Regions from separate parts of the Cricetulus griseus genome. Here region 2 is linked to region 1. Evidence: chromatin contacts called from public Hi-C data. All regions are on one chromosome and are shown on one strand. The core of a region is the stretch at or near the end of the contact, and the rest is flanking DNA. Distances in the headings are between cores, read along the strand shown.

The links. A called contact is a pair of places that touch in the nucleus more often than the background predicts.
Region 2: a Hi-C map of fibroblasts shows a contact between it and region 1, with 3 times the contacts expected there. The contact joins the promoter of Dpm2 here to the promoter of Ptges2 in region 1. A contact is called at or near these places in 2 of 8 Hi-C or Micro-C datasets (fibroblasts and liver).

What each region holds. Positions count from the first base shown.
Region 1 is chr6:144,128,991-144,135,763 of CriGri-PICRH-1.0, reverse strand. It overlaps Ptges2 (prostaglandin E synthase 2), which reads right to left and starts at 4,090. Exons shown (of 7, transcript XM_027423809.2): 1 at 3,777-4,090; 2 at 2,696-2,893; 3 at 81-139. The coding sequence starts at 4,052.
Region 2 is chr6:144,285,353-144,292,125 of CriGri-PICRH-1.0, reverse strand. Dpm2 (dolichyl-phosphate mannosyltransferase subunit 2, regulatory) reads right to left here and starts at 2,691. Exons shown (of 4, transcript NM_001244535.1): 1 at 2,680-2,691; 2 at 2,315-2,404; 3 at 1,205-1,307; 4 at 13-582. The coding sequence starts at 2,682. The coding sequence ends at 524. It overlaps Fam102a (protein FAM102A), which reads right to left. Exons shown (of 11, transcript XM_027423804.2): 11 at 4,249-6,655. The coding sequence ends at 6,610.

The DNA of each region.
Region 1 (6,773 bases), core at 2,841-5,340:
ATCCTTGGTCTATTCTAGAAATATCTATAGCAGCCCCACTCTTAGATGAGGCTGTGATCTGCCTCCCAGGAGCAACTTACCCTGAAACCAGGGAGGTCTTGAGGGCGCTGATAATGACTGAGGAGTCATTCAGCTGTTGCTGGAAGAGAAGAAACAACTGTCTTGTGTTGCTGGGGACAGAACACAGGGCTTGGGGCATGAGGGGCAAGCACTGTGTTCCTGAGTCACACCCCTTGCCCTGAGAAAGGTTTGCTCAGAGGATCGGGCTGGCAGCTAGAAGGATCAGGCTCTTTAAACACCAGCAGTGTCAAAAACAAACAACAAAACAACAGCACACAAGGTATCCGTCCTCGAAGCTGGGCTCTGCTGATCCACCACAACTCACCCCAGAACCCACACCCTGAGCTCATTGCTCCCCACCCTTGGGTCCTCTTTCTGAGTAAGGGTGACCAAGTATGGCTATTGGGGACATATGACTGGGAAAGCCTTGGCCTCTTGGCACCAAGGGCAGGGCAGGACCTAGAGGCTATATACAGGGTACCAAGCCCAGTGCCAGGGTTTTTTCCCTACTGTCCCTATAGCCCAGTGTCTGCACTCCTATGAACTAATAAGAAGCTAGCCCAAAGCCGCACATGCTAGTTCACATCTGTAACCCTGCACATGGAAAGATGGCCAGTTCTAGGCCAACCAGAGGTACAGAATAAGACCTTGTCTCAAAAAACAAACAACAAAAACCAAGCAATCAAACAACAACAAAAACAAAAAACCTCTTGAACTATGGTATGCATGTATACCTGCACACATGCACTAAATAAATTTAAAAAATGTAATTTAAAGACAAAAATGGGGGGGGGGTAGGGTCTCATTATGTAGGCCCGGCTGGCCTGAACTCAAAGAGAGCTGCCTATTTCTGCCTCCCATGAAGCAGAGAGTAAAGGTATACACCACCATGTCTGGCAGGGGTTTTATTGTTATTATTTTTCTTTCTTTCCTTTTTTTTTTTTTTTTTTTTGTTGTGTGTGTGTGTGGGGGGGGTGAGACAGAGTTTCTTTGTATAGCAGCAGCCCTGGTTCTCACTCAATAGACCAAGCTGGCCTTGAACTCACAGAGATCCATGAGCCTCTGCTTCCCCAAAGCAGGGGTGGAAGATATTTAAAGGCTATGCAACCACGCCCAGCTGCCTATTTTGTTTTTCAGATTACATTTTATTGTGTTTGTGAGTGACACAGCTTGCAAGAAATTGTTCTCTCTAACATGTGAGGCTAGGGACCGAACTCGGGGTTATCAGGTTTGGCAGTGAGCACCTTTACCTAAAGCCATCTCATAGGCCCTTAAGTAGAAATTTTAAAAAACAAACAAGCCTGGCACAGTGACACACACTTTTGATCCAGCACTAGGGAGGCAGGTGGAACTGTGTGAGTTCAAGACCACTCTGCTCTACACAGCTAGTTCCAGAACAGTGAGACCCTGCCCCCTAAAAACAAAATAAATGTACAAATAAGATAAGCAGACCCCACATCTGGGCATGGTGGCACATGTCTATAATGCTATCACTCAAAAGACAGAAGGGAGCCGGGCGTTGGTGGCACACGCCTTTAATCCCAGCACTCGGAAGGCAGAGGCAGGTGGATCTCTGATCTCTGTGAGTTTGAGGCCAGCCTGGTCTCTAGAGCCAGTGCCAGGACAGGCTCCAAAACTACACAGAGAAACCCTGTCTCGAAAAAACAAACAAACAAACAAACAAAAAAAACAAAAAACAAAAACAAAAGACAGAAGGGTACTGAGCTCTGGGCCAACTCAGGCAACATAACAAGATTATATCCAAGGGGCTGGAGAGATGGCTCAGAGGTTAAGAGCGCCGACTGCTCTTCCAGAGGTCCTGAGTTCAATTCCCAGCAACCACATGGTGGCTCAGAACCATCCATTATGAGATCTGGTTCCCTCTTCTGGTGTGGAAGCACAATGTTGTATACATAATAAATAAATAAAATCTTAAAAAAAAAAAGATTATATCCAAAACAAAACAAAAGGCCAGCCCATAGAAGTGAAAGTCATGAAGTCACAGGCAAGTGTGCTGGCCAGTCTATGTCATCCTGACACAAACTAGAGTTATCTGAAAGGAGGGCGCCTCAATTGAGAAAATGCCTCCATAAGATCCAGCTGTAAGGGATTTTCTTAATTAGTGATTGATGGGGTGGGGGGCAGCCCATTGTGGGTAGGGCCATCCCTGGATTGAAGCAGGCTGAGCAAGCCATGAGGAGCAAGCCAGTAAGCAGCACCTTCCATGGCTTCTGCATCAGCTCCTGACTCCAGGTTCCTGCCTTATTTGAGTCCCTGCCTTCACTGCTCCTGATGATATGGATGGTGAGTGAAATAAACCCTTTCCTCTCCAACTTGCTTTTTGGTCATGGTGTCCCATCGAAGCAATAGAACCCTAAGACAGCGAGTGAGTGGCAGAGCCACACCTCAGACCCAGATCACCCCAGCTGCAAACCCAGTCTGTTCATCTGTAAGTGCATCCCCACCTTGCCCCCCAAGACTGGACCAACAGGGAAAGAAAGGGCATTTCCTACATCCTGCTATGTTACCCAAGTAGCATCAAGGGCTCAGGGAACCATCAGAGCAGCCATGACTACAGGCTCCCACCACTAGACATCCTGGGACAGAAGAGAGGCATGGGATCCCCAAGGCTCACCAAGCTGTCTCCTTCCTGGGCCACCAGGATGGGCACCTTCCTGTAGGAGGAGAATTTGATCTCAGCCCTTCTGACAGGGTTCACCTCCACTACCTGATAGGGCAGGGAGTGGAAGTCGAGGAAGGCACGGACTTTGCTGCAGAAGGGACATGTCTTGTACTGGTACAGGGTCAGCTGCAGGTGGCTGGATGGAGACAGCTGGGGGAGAGAAAAAGAGACTGGTAACACTTCCCCCCCTCCCACTCCTTCTGCCCCCCACCCCGCCCCGAGTGTGTGTGTGTGTGTGTGTGTGTGTGTGTGTGTGTGTATGTATGTATGTATGTATGTATTCATCTTCCGTATGTATGTATGTATGTATGTATGTATTATGTATTCATCTTCCGTATGTATGTATGTATGTATGTATGTATGTATGTATGTATGTATTCATCTTCCTCCTGTCCCAATCGCAGGCTGTGTCTCTCTTCAGCTGCATTCGTCCTTAAGGTTCACCCTGACCCCTCCAGTCCTCCCTAAGCAAGGGCAGTAGCACTGGCCAGAAGTGAGGTCTACCCCGAGATATCCAAAAGTGGGAGGCTGAACGTGGCTCCTCTACAGTAAAGCCCTCAGACATGCTTGCTACAGCTGCAGCCGACCCCCCTCAATTTTCAAATGGTAATCGGATAGACAGGGAAGAGATCTGCGAGACACAGGGACTCAGCTCCCTTTCCAGTTCCTGCGTCCAGGAAAAGGCCATGGGAGGGAAGGTGGAGACTCTGCAGCTCATGAAATGTCCACAGGGCGGCCGAGCCACGGCAGGCTGGGGCACACCTCCAGTGCTGGGTCTGGAGTCAGGCTCACTCATTCCAAAGAGGCTACTCGCGGCACCGTGCGCGCCCTTAGAACACGGGAGAGCCCACGGCATGAGAGGCAACTGCTCTAGGTGTCAGTACCAACCTCCTCGGACTCCTTCGGCCCAGACACCCGCCCAAGGTCACGAGCGGGCGAAGGAGACCACTCCTGACCCCGCGGCTTCTCAAGAGTCCCGAGTTCGGGGCTGATCCCAGCTCCACGTCCGCAGCCCACGCCAGCCAAGCCTTACCTGCGCAGCCGAGCGCTCGGCGCGGAGGTCCTGGGCGCGCAGGTGCCACCGCACGGTGTGGTACAGCCCGAGCGCGCCGCCCAGGGCCAGCGCCGCCGCCCCCAGCAACCGCGGGCTCCCCTTGCGGACCGCGGGGCCCGGGCTTCCTGCCGCCGCCCTGGTGAAGCCGGCCCAACTCTGCGCCGAGATTGGCGGCCAGGGTCGTGTGCGCGGCCCCTCGGCCAAGGCGCACCGGCTCAAGCCCAGAACCCACGCAACGCGCGCCGCCCGGGCCATGTTTGCTCTGCCGGCGCTGCGGGCGGGCGCGCGAAACCAAAACGACCAAGGCTCTAGGGGCCCTTAAAGAGACAGGACTCCCGGCCGGGTGCCTGGTTGCCGAGGGTGACCATGACGCCGAGGGTGACGGTGACGCCAAGCAGGGACTAGAGGTTGTGTGAGGACTGGGAGCGCACGCACCCCAGGAGCTTTAGAAGTGGCTTGACATCTCTGTCTTTTGGGAGTGCAACGGTGACCTGTGATTTGCGGTCGGCTGTTGCCACATCGTGCATCTCTTCGAAGGAATCTCGGGGGAAACGGCGGTCTTCAGACCCATGCTCGCTCCGGAGGGGGCCCGATGCTGTCTCCAGTGGGCGGCCACAGCATCTCCGATTCTTTCTGCCCTCCCGCAACGCTAAGCCCTTCTGTTAATATCCAAACCATAAACTTTTCTCAAACCCGGCGGGGGCCTTGGGAATCACGTGCCTCGGTAAGGGCCCACGCTGAGGGGCTGGCTCGCCAACCTGAAGACCTGCGAGGGCGGAAGGGGACAGAGTGAAGGCCCCAGGACGCCCCAGGCCTTTGCAGAGCTCGCTGGTTCGAATCGCGCGCCCGATCTCCACCGCTTGGGCTTCTCCGCGGGCAGCCCCGGCACGGCCCCGCCCCGAGGCCCAAAGAAGGCGGGGCTCTACAAATGGGTGCGTTATCTAGAGGCGGGGTTCGTTGGTGGGCGGGGTAATGGAGATGGCGTGGGGTGGGGGTCCCGGGTACCGTCTGAGTTCCATCCTCTTCCTCCACCTTTTCTTGCACCTGGGAGCGCCGGAGCTCACAATGTCCAGCCGCACCAGGAGGCCAGGCGAACGAAAGGCCCAGGGGCCCCAACGTGCTTTGCTTTCCTGCGACTACCTAGCTAGGAAGAGAATAATGAACTTAAAAAGCACGGGACCCTGGCTCAAACCCGCCTCTGACTGGGGCAGGAGTTGTCCCGGAGACCAGAACGGGAGAGCATCCCGGAACAAACCCCTGGAAACTGCACTAGTTAACTGTGGTTACCCGTTTTGTTTTACAGTTGGGGAAGATGAAGCACCTTCAAGGATAGCTGCCCATGTTGCATTTATTTTAGCAACTTCTTTAATCCCGGAAGGACAATTTAGGAAAGCTGGAGGGGAGTTTGGCGGGTTTACTTGAAGAGCAGGGACTGAAACCTGCCCACTGCTGAGGAGAAACTGCCTCAACAACCATTACCACCAACACCTCTACTGCTGCTACTGCCCTGGTGTAACATGTGACATGTTTACAAAGCAAATTGCCCGTGGGAAGCTGCTGGACAACCAACAACCATAGGCTTCTTCGTTACTTTGAGGAACCAGTTTGCCCACCTGTGATAGAAAAGTTAACGACTGCATCTCCCGAAGACTCCACCACCCACCACACTGTAACTTGTGCTGGGAGAAGATCCTTGATGTTAAATGAGAGCCTTATCTATCCCACCACTCAGGAGGCTGAGCTAGGTGTAAGAGGTCAGCCTGGTCTACAAAGCAAGCTCCAGGCCAGCCAAGGCTATGTAGTGAGACACTATCTCCTCCTCATAAACAAATAAATAGAGGCCCCTAACTGTACCATCTTAGCATGACATGAGCCAGCCTTTGCCAAGAAAACCCATACTGGGTCTGCACTCTCCGTGGAGACATTTAGGAAAGTTCTTTTCTTCTCATGGCATATTGTCCAGTTCTCATCTTGCCATACTACCTCTGCGCTGCCTCTTCATTCTAGCTACAGACCTTTAAGCTGTAGCCAGCACCAGGCACAGCCCTGCTCCATCCCCAGAGTACCTTAGGCTGAGGAACCAACTGTGGCCTCACTCATTCAACCAAATGGAGCCTTAGAAGCCCCAAACTGATGAAATTTCAGGGTATAATATGGAAAAGGGGTGCTCAGCCTAGATCCTCTTCCCTGTCCACCTCTAGGCCCCAAATATCTCTGATAAGAGCCCAGCCCTCCCCTTTCTCTCTCTCCCCGACTTCTGGCCCTAGTGTGCCTCATCCCTCATCAGGACTCGGCAAATGAGCACGGCCTCTTCCCCCATGGCCATGTGAAACCCATCCCAGATGTGGTTTGGATGTTTGAACCCCTCCAAAGTTTATGAGCTGAAGTTCAAGACCAGTGTAGTCAACTATCAAGCCGTTTAGGGGTGATTAATCAGCTGTCAGGGGTGGATTAGTAATTTTACCAAAGGGCCACAGGGAACAAGCTACACTGTTCTGCCCTTCTCTGTCTTCCCACACACAAGGACAACAGGAGGGTGCCAATTGTATGGGACTGGACAGACACCAAGCCTGTTGGTAGCTTGACCAAGTTCAAACTTTCCAGCCTCCAGAGTGGTAAGAGACAAATCTCTTGTCACTTATCTAGCACTCTGTCCATGCCATTTTGGTAGGCAGCCAGAATGCATGAAGTTGTGGCTTCAGGTCAGCCCCATCCTGATTCCAAGCCTGGGTTTGTATTTGCCTTTCCCACCACTGTAACATTGCCCAGAGCCTCTCATCCACCTCAAAGCACACACACTAAGGTGCCACCCTTCTTCCTGGCCACATTCTCACCTTGTGCTTCTGCCTTGGTGGCCAAGTAGGAGCCCACAAGTCCTGTTACTCATGACATTCTCTCTACCCCGACTCTGTATGCCTCCTGAGCCTGCCACCCTAAGACTCCCTAGGGTTTAACTGACTTCCTCCTACATAGAAC
Region 2 (6,773 bases), core at 1,442-3,941, 160 kb before region 1:
CAGAGACATAACACCAACATGATCAACATTTATTTGTAAGTTTTCCCAAACACAGGCCAGCTGGGACTAGGGCTTTCTGGGTGCAGAAGTCCTCATGGAGTCTGGACAGTGTCAGACTCAAAAGAGCTGCCATGTGAAGAGATAGGTTGTACGGCGAGGGGAGGCTGCACACAAACGGGGAGCCTGCAGCATCTATCAGCACATGACAGGAGGAAAAACAGGCAAGAGAGCAGAACCTTGTGGGAGTGGCAGAGAGCTTTGACTGTGAGGTGGACAGGACCAGCAATGTTCAGGCCCTGAGCCCGAAGCCATGAGGGAGAGGTTTCCCAACCCACGTTCCTCTTGGCTTCCAGAAGGATGAATAAGAGAGGAGAGGGCTCCAGTTTGTCAGAGTTGAGCTGTAAGCAGCCCCACCTCCTAAAGAGGACTGCAGCAGTCAGGCTGACTGTATCAGGATGTGACACTTGGTCCCTTCCCTGGAGGAGATATGGAGAAGGCTGGTATCCTCATCCCTGCTGGACCCTCACTGAGCCTTCTTGGTCAGTCTTCGGCTCTTCAGCATCACATAGGTGATAAACAATCCTAGAACACACAGAGCAAAAGGACCAGAATGAAGGCTGGATGGCCAGGGCTCCCAAACAAACACCCTGTAGGCACCTTCACAGTCATTCCTTAAGCCCCATGGCCACTCATCATCTGTCACATGCTTTGCTGAGTGCTTCAGATTTCATGGTGAGTGATCTGCCCATCCATGTCCTCACATATCCACCCTCCTTCCTACCAGCACCGTCCCATCGTCCAGTCACCCGAACGCTCCTAGCACTCGTTCAGCGTCACTCCTGCGCTAGAGCTTAGAATGCTGTAATGATGAAGACACAGTCCCCAACCCACAGAAGCAATAAGAGAGGTGACAGGGTGACAAAAGGGTAGGTGGCGGAGGTGTGAAGATGAAGCTGAGACAGGAAAAGGGAGACAGACATCCCTTACTGCCCCACAAACCTGAAGCACTGGAACAAGCAGAGGGCTTTCTGCTTGTAGCCTTTAAGGAGGAACAGGAAAACCCCAGGGAGAGTTGGGGCCAAGGAGCTTCTAGGCAGATGAACACCAAGTGCCAAAGTATGGACGCACACTTGGGGTGAGAGTGGCTGGCCTTCCAGACATCTTGCCCCCCAGTCAGGAGACTTTTGGAGAATGGGAGACTTACCCACAAATAGGAGCAGCAGGAGGCCCGTGGCCAGCGGGATGAGGACAGCGTAGGCACGAGGCAGGAAGTATTTGTGGATGACATGCTGGCTGTCAATGAAGGGCTGGCACCGAGGGCAAGAGCTCTGGTGAGTACTGCTCATTTTACCCAGCCCAATGAGAGGCCATCCCACCTCCTCTGTCCAAGGGGCTAAACCCATTAACAGCACTGGGTCCTGAGGACCTGCCCGACGGCATCCCGAGCTTAGCAAACAACCTACGAGGTTCCCAACCTCCGTGCCTCTGGGTGTGGGTATGTATTTTGACTATGTCAGGTAGCCTTGAACTACTGCCTTAGCCTTCTGAGTACTGGAAACCATTCCTTTTGTTTTCTGAGGCAGGGTCTCATGACATAGCCCTGGCTCACCTGGAACTGCTATGTAGACCAGGCTGGGCTCACAAAGACCCACCTTCCTGTCTTCTGAATCCAGAAATTCTAGGTCTTTTTAAATTATTTCATTTTTTGATTATGTGCACATGCGAGCAAGATGTACCTCATCCAAGCCCTGAATCTCCAATGCAACTCCTAACACTTAAGCAGCACTGGTGTGCCAGGCACTTTTGCTGGATCTCCTGGAAGTGGCCATGTTGGTGCTGGGACTTGAACCCTGATCCTCTGGAGGAGCAGCCAACTGCTCTTAACCGCTGTGCTAGCTATCTCTCCAGCCCTCCTAACTTTTCTCTCTAAAGGATACCAAGTACTGCAAGATACCTGCTTTCAAACACAATGCACTTCTAAGCAATAACTAACAGACCTTTTCACAACTAAAAAAGAGAAAGCCTCAAGGTATTAGTAAAATCCACGGGCGATTGCTACACCCAGGAGGAGCTGGCTAACCTTACAGTGCAGCAGTTGAGTCTGAGCCTTACCATTCTGCCCGGATCTCAGCCTCATCTATAAAATGCAGACACCATCAACAATCACAGTGGATTTCGCGAAATTAGGGCAGGCCAAGCATCCAGCACAGTGCCTGGCATGTAGATGCTGCTTAAGTTGTGTTAGCAGTCGGTTTGTTAAGAGATCCGGGGCAGGATAAACGTGGGCTTGGGTGGGGTGGGGGAGGACACATACCAAAAGAATCACCCAAGTGGTGTAGTAGGTGAAGATGATCAGGCTAACAGCGACGAGGCCAAATCCCACCACTTGGTCTGTCCCGGTGGCCTGGAGAAAAAGGAAGGCTCAGCTGGTGAGGCGACTCTACGTGGAGTGCACTAATGGAGGGTCCGCGCCGCCAGTTTACACTCCAAGCTCCTCGTTCATTCAACAGCTGTACACGGGGGCTGACTAGCAAACCGCGCGGAGCCCCGTGTCACCTGTCCGCAAAGTGGTCGGGTAAGCAATCCGGATTCGGAAAGCCCAACCCCCAACTCCAAAGGAAACTCCGAGCCGGACCCCTGGTATCCCCAAATCACAGAGGTACTGCACCCCGAGCTCACCATCTCCCCAGCGTTTCGCTGGAGCAACAGGACACATCCGGTTCCTAATTGACACATCCGGTAAGAAGACTTTCCTACTTGTAAATCGAGAGTGGCACTCCGGGAGTTGTAGTTCTTGGACCAGGCCAAGATGGACGTTCTGGGCACGTTTCCCCACCCACTTTGCATGTCGGGAAATGTAGTTTCTGAAGGCAGCTGTGTGGCTGAAGACTCAGACTTCCTGGTCTTTGTGACTACAGCACTGTCAGACCCTCCCCAAATAATCCTCTTTTAAACATCATACAGTCCCAAGCCAGAGCGACATGCATTCCAAGGTTGAAAGCCCTCTTTTAAACTTCACGTAGGAAAAGTGAGGCTCAGAGACGGACAGAGAAACAGACACCAGGATTTAATGCTTGTTTCCTGGTCCTAAAATTGTTGGTGGAATGGGTCGTAGAATGATCACCACTGGCCTAAGAGAGGTGGGGTCAGACAAGCAAGCACGATGAGGAAGAGTTCCATTGGCAGAGAGGGAATGACACTCTCAGACTGGCTGACTACTTCCTTCCCTTATTGCCCACTTCTGGGTTTCTGAGTGTCTACCTGAGGCAGCAGCTCCTTCATTCTTTGTGCCCTCTGACCCCCCCCCCTTTCTTTGATGATTAGAACCCCAAGCCCAGGGTGCCTAAGCAGTGGGTAAATCCCCAGGACAGAGTGGTTCTCCATACCAAAGCAGTTTTTTTGTTTCTCAAGGCAGGGTTTCTCTGTGTAATAGCCCTGGACTGTCCTGGAACTTTTTTTGTAGACCAGGCTGTCCTCGAATTCAGAGATGCACCTGCTCTGCCTCCAGAGTGCTGGGATTAAATGTGTACACCACCACTGCCCAGCTTTTTTTTTTTTTTTACACGATTTTATTTATTATGTATACAACATTCTGCTTCCATGTATATCTGCATACAGAAGAGGGCACCAGATCTCATTACAGATGGTTGTGAGCCACCATGTGGTTGCTGGGAATTGAACTCAGGACCTCTGGAAGAGCAGTTGGTGCCCTTAACCTCTCCAGCCCCAGCTTGTTTTTTTTTTTTTTTGAGACAGGATTTCTCCGAAGCTTATCCTGCCTGGAATTCATTCTGTAGACCACCATGGCTGGTCTTGACCTTGCAGAGATCCATCCGTTTCTGCCTCTCCAGGGCTGGGATTAAAGGCGAGCCCAGCCAGCTTCCCCTCCCCTCCAAGTTTTCAGTTCTATTTGTGGGGAGAGGACATGTGCAAAGGTCAGAGAACATAGCCAGGTGGTGGTAGCACAGGCCTTTAACCCTACCACGCAGAAAATAGAGGCAGGTGGATCTCTGAGGTCAAGGACAGCCAGGGCTACAAAGAGAAACCCAGTTGGGAGGGATGGGGGGTGTTTCTTGTTTTTGAGGGTGTGAGGATTATGACTGGGGGCAGCACTGGAAAACCTTGGCCTCCTAAACTTTAACACACACACACACCCACACCCCCCTTCTGTTGTTTTGGTCCCCAAGAGAACATGGAACACGGTAATGAGACAATTTAACAACAAAAAAAAACCACCAACAAAACAGGTAACAAAAACATCATTTAATCCCCCCCCCAACAACCACGGACACTAGGCTGCTTTCCCTGTATGACATTTATATTCTACTGTAAGCTGAGACAAGATACTAACAGCCCATGGAATGGGGAGCAGCGGTAACATTGTTAGAAAGGAGGGAGTAAAACAAAGCGAACACTCCTCCCCAGTCAGTCACCCGGCAGGCCACAGGGGAAGATCCACCTTCCTCTTCCTGCCAGGCCATGCAGTGTGATCAGTTGTGGGGGTAGCCAGAAAAGAACCCTAAAAATATTGTGGATCTTTATATCTTCCTAGTAAAAACATTAAAACTGTCTTTCTCGAGGGTTCCAAACTGGCATTGCATAGACCAATTCCTTTCCAAAAATATCTCTTAATATATCCTATCTCTGTATATAGAATTTGAAGTCCAGGTGCTCTAGGCACCCTGTGGGAATCACTGAGCTCAAGAGGACCCTTAGGCGGGAGATAGGCTCTTAGTCTATAGCTCCTGCCAATGTTTATTTGGTTGTGGCTGTTTTCAGCACAGTGCCTAGAACTGGCGGGTGTGGCAGGAGTGACCATCTGGTTCACACCTTGGCTTGCGTTGGGCTGGGCTCCTGGTTTGGAGGAGTTTTTCCTGATAGTACCAACTGCCTTGTGTGGGAGCCCCGGAATTCTGAACCAGATCAAAATAATTGACTGGGCAAAGTCACAGACAAGCAAGTGTAGTGCTATCTCCATCCTGTAGGGGTCACCTCACCTAAAAACAGAGCTGACAGCATCCCTTAGATGCCAGGTACCTGCTGGGAAAGAAAGGACTCTCTGAGCTGAGCAGAACCTTCTCTAGCCTTGCTCTGCCCTGCTCAGGTAGCACCTTCTAACATTCACTTTCCAAGAGCCACCAGGTGTTTAAAACAATGGCAACAAAAATCCCTAGAAATGCTCTGGTCCTAACACCAGGGAGTTCTAAAACCACAGCCCCAACTTGCTAGCTAAGGAAGACAGAAACTGGGCAAGGAACCCCCTGACCTGGGGAGTCCAGCTATCCCCCACCCATAGAACCGGTGTCCCATACCCCCTGCCCCCAGCCCTGCTGAGATGCAGGTGGAGTGGTGAACAGAGGCACCTACCTCCCCTTACTGGGGGAGGAGAGAATACAGAACTGTGAACTCAGGAGGAAAAGGAAAACACTAAATAGGGCTAAGGAAACGCCAGCCTGCTGGGTTGATACAAAATGAGAGCAGCTTAAAGGGGTGGGAGTTTATCCAGGGCTGACTGGCAGCCAGTACCCTCCTTTAAGCAAATTACAGGACAGACAAAGGGCTGGGGCTGGGGAGGTACCAAGAAGGTGGGTAGTAAGGGGGAGGCCTGGGCAGAACACAGGCCAGACTCCCCAGGGAAAGCATGCCCCTTGCCCAGAGGAAGGCTGAGGCTTGCCTGGCAATAAGCCAGATCCAGTCCATCCAGTCACAGCCCACCTGGCTGACTGCCTCTGCAGCCTGGAACCCAGCCCAGGCCTGCTGACATGAGAGCAGAGGAAAAGGCCTTTGCTTACCCAGCACAGCTGGGCCCCACCCTTCCTTTCCTGCAGGAAGGCCAGCTGCTCAGGACCCAGCCCTGGGCAGATGGCACCACGATGCTCAGACCTTTCTAGGCTCTAGTCTTGGGTCTGAGCTGGGGATAATTAGAGGGAGGGGGCAGTGCCACGTTCCAGCCGGGCTACTGTACCCTGGGTTTGGTTGCACAGCAGACAGCACCCAGGAATCCTGGAGAAGGGCAAGGGTCAGCGGCTGTGCTGGGGACAAGTATGTGCAAAGTGCAGGCTGCAGGGCAGCAGAACATTTGATGAGGGAGGTGGGGTCTGAGGTCTTGGCTCCTAGGAGAAGGCTGCCAGCAGGTCTCCTCAGGATATAGAGAAGGACAGCTGAAGCACTAAGCAGAGGGTCAAAGGTGGCAGGAGCTGGGGGTGGTCCAGCTCCTGAAGGGCAAGGGCAAAGGAGCAAGAGCCTTGTTAGCCTGGCTGAAGCTGTTGCTCCTGAAGGAAGTGGGTCTGGGGGGGAGGCAGCCACAAGCACCCCAACATGAAGGAGTGGCCCAGGTCCTCTCTACTCTGGGCAGTCCTGGCCAGCTCCATCTTGCCCCGTTTTCTAATGGTTCAGAGGACAATATTCACAGTGGCACCCAGGACCAGTGGTTCCAGGGTGGATGGAAGGACAATGGAATGATGCTTTGGGGGCTGGTGTGGTTAGAGTACGGGAGGCACAGATGCAATGCAGAGCAGATCCGAAGGGCAGGTTCCTGCTCCTCCAGGAATGCCGCTGGACTGGGTGGCAGAGATGGCAGGGTCCTTCTTCAGCTGGCCACTTGGTCCCTCAATGGCTTTCAATCACCACTGGCTCATAGACTCCAGAGGAGACTCTGCAGGGGAGAGAAAGGTGAGCTTATTCCCTTTGATAGTCCAGTGACTGAGCACTCCCCCTGGGCCAGGTCCCTGTGGGTACTTCCCATACAATCACAGCTACCAGTCTCTTACAGA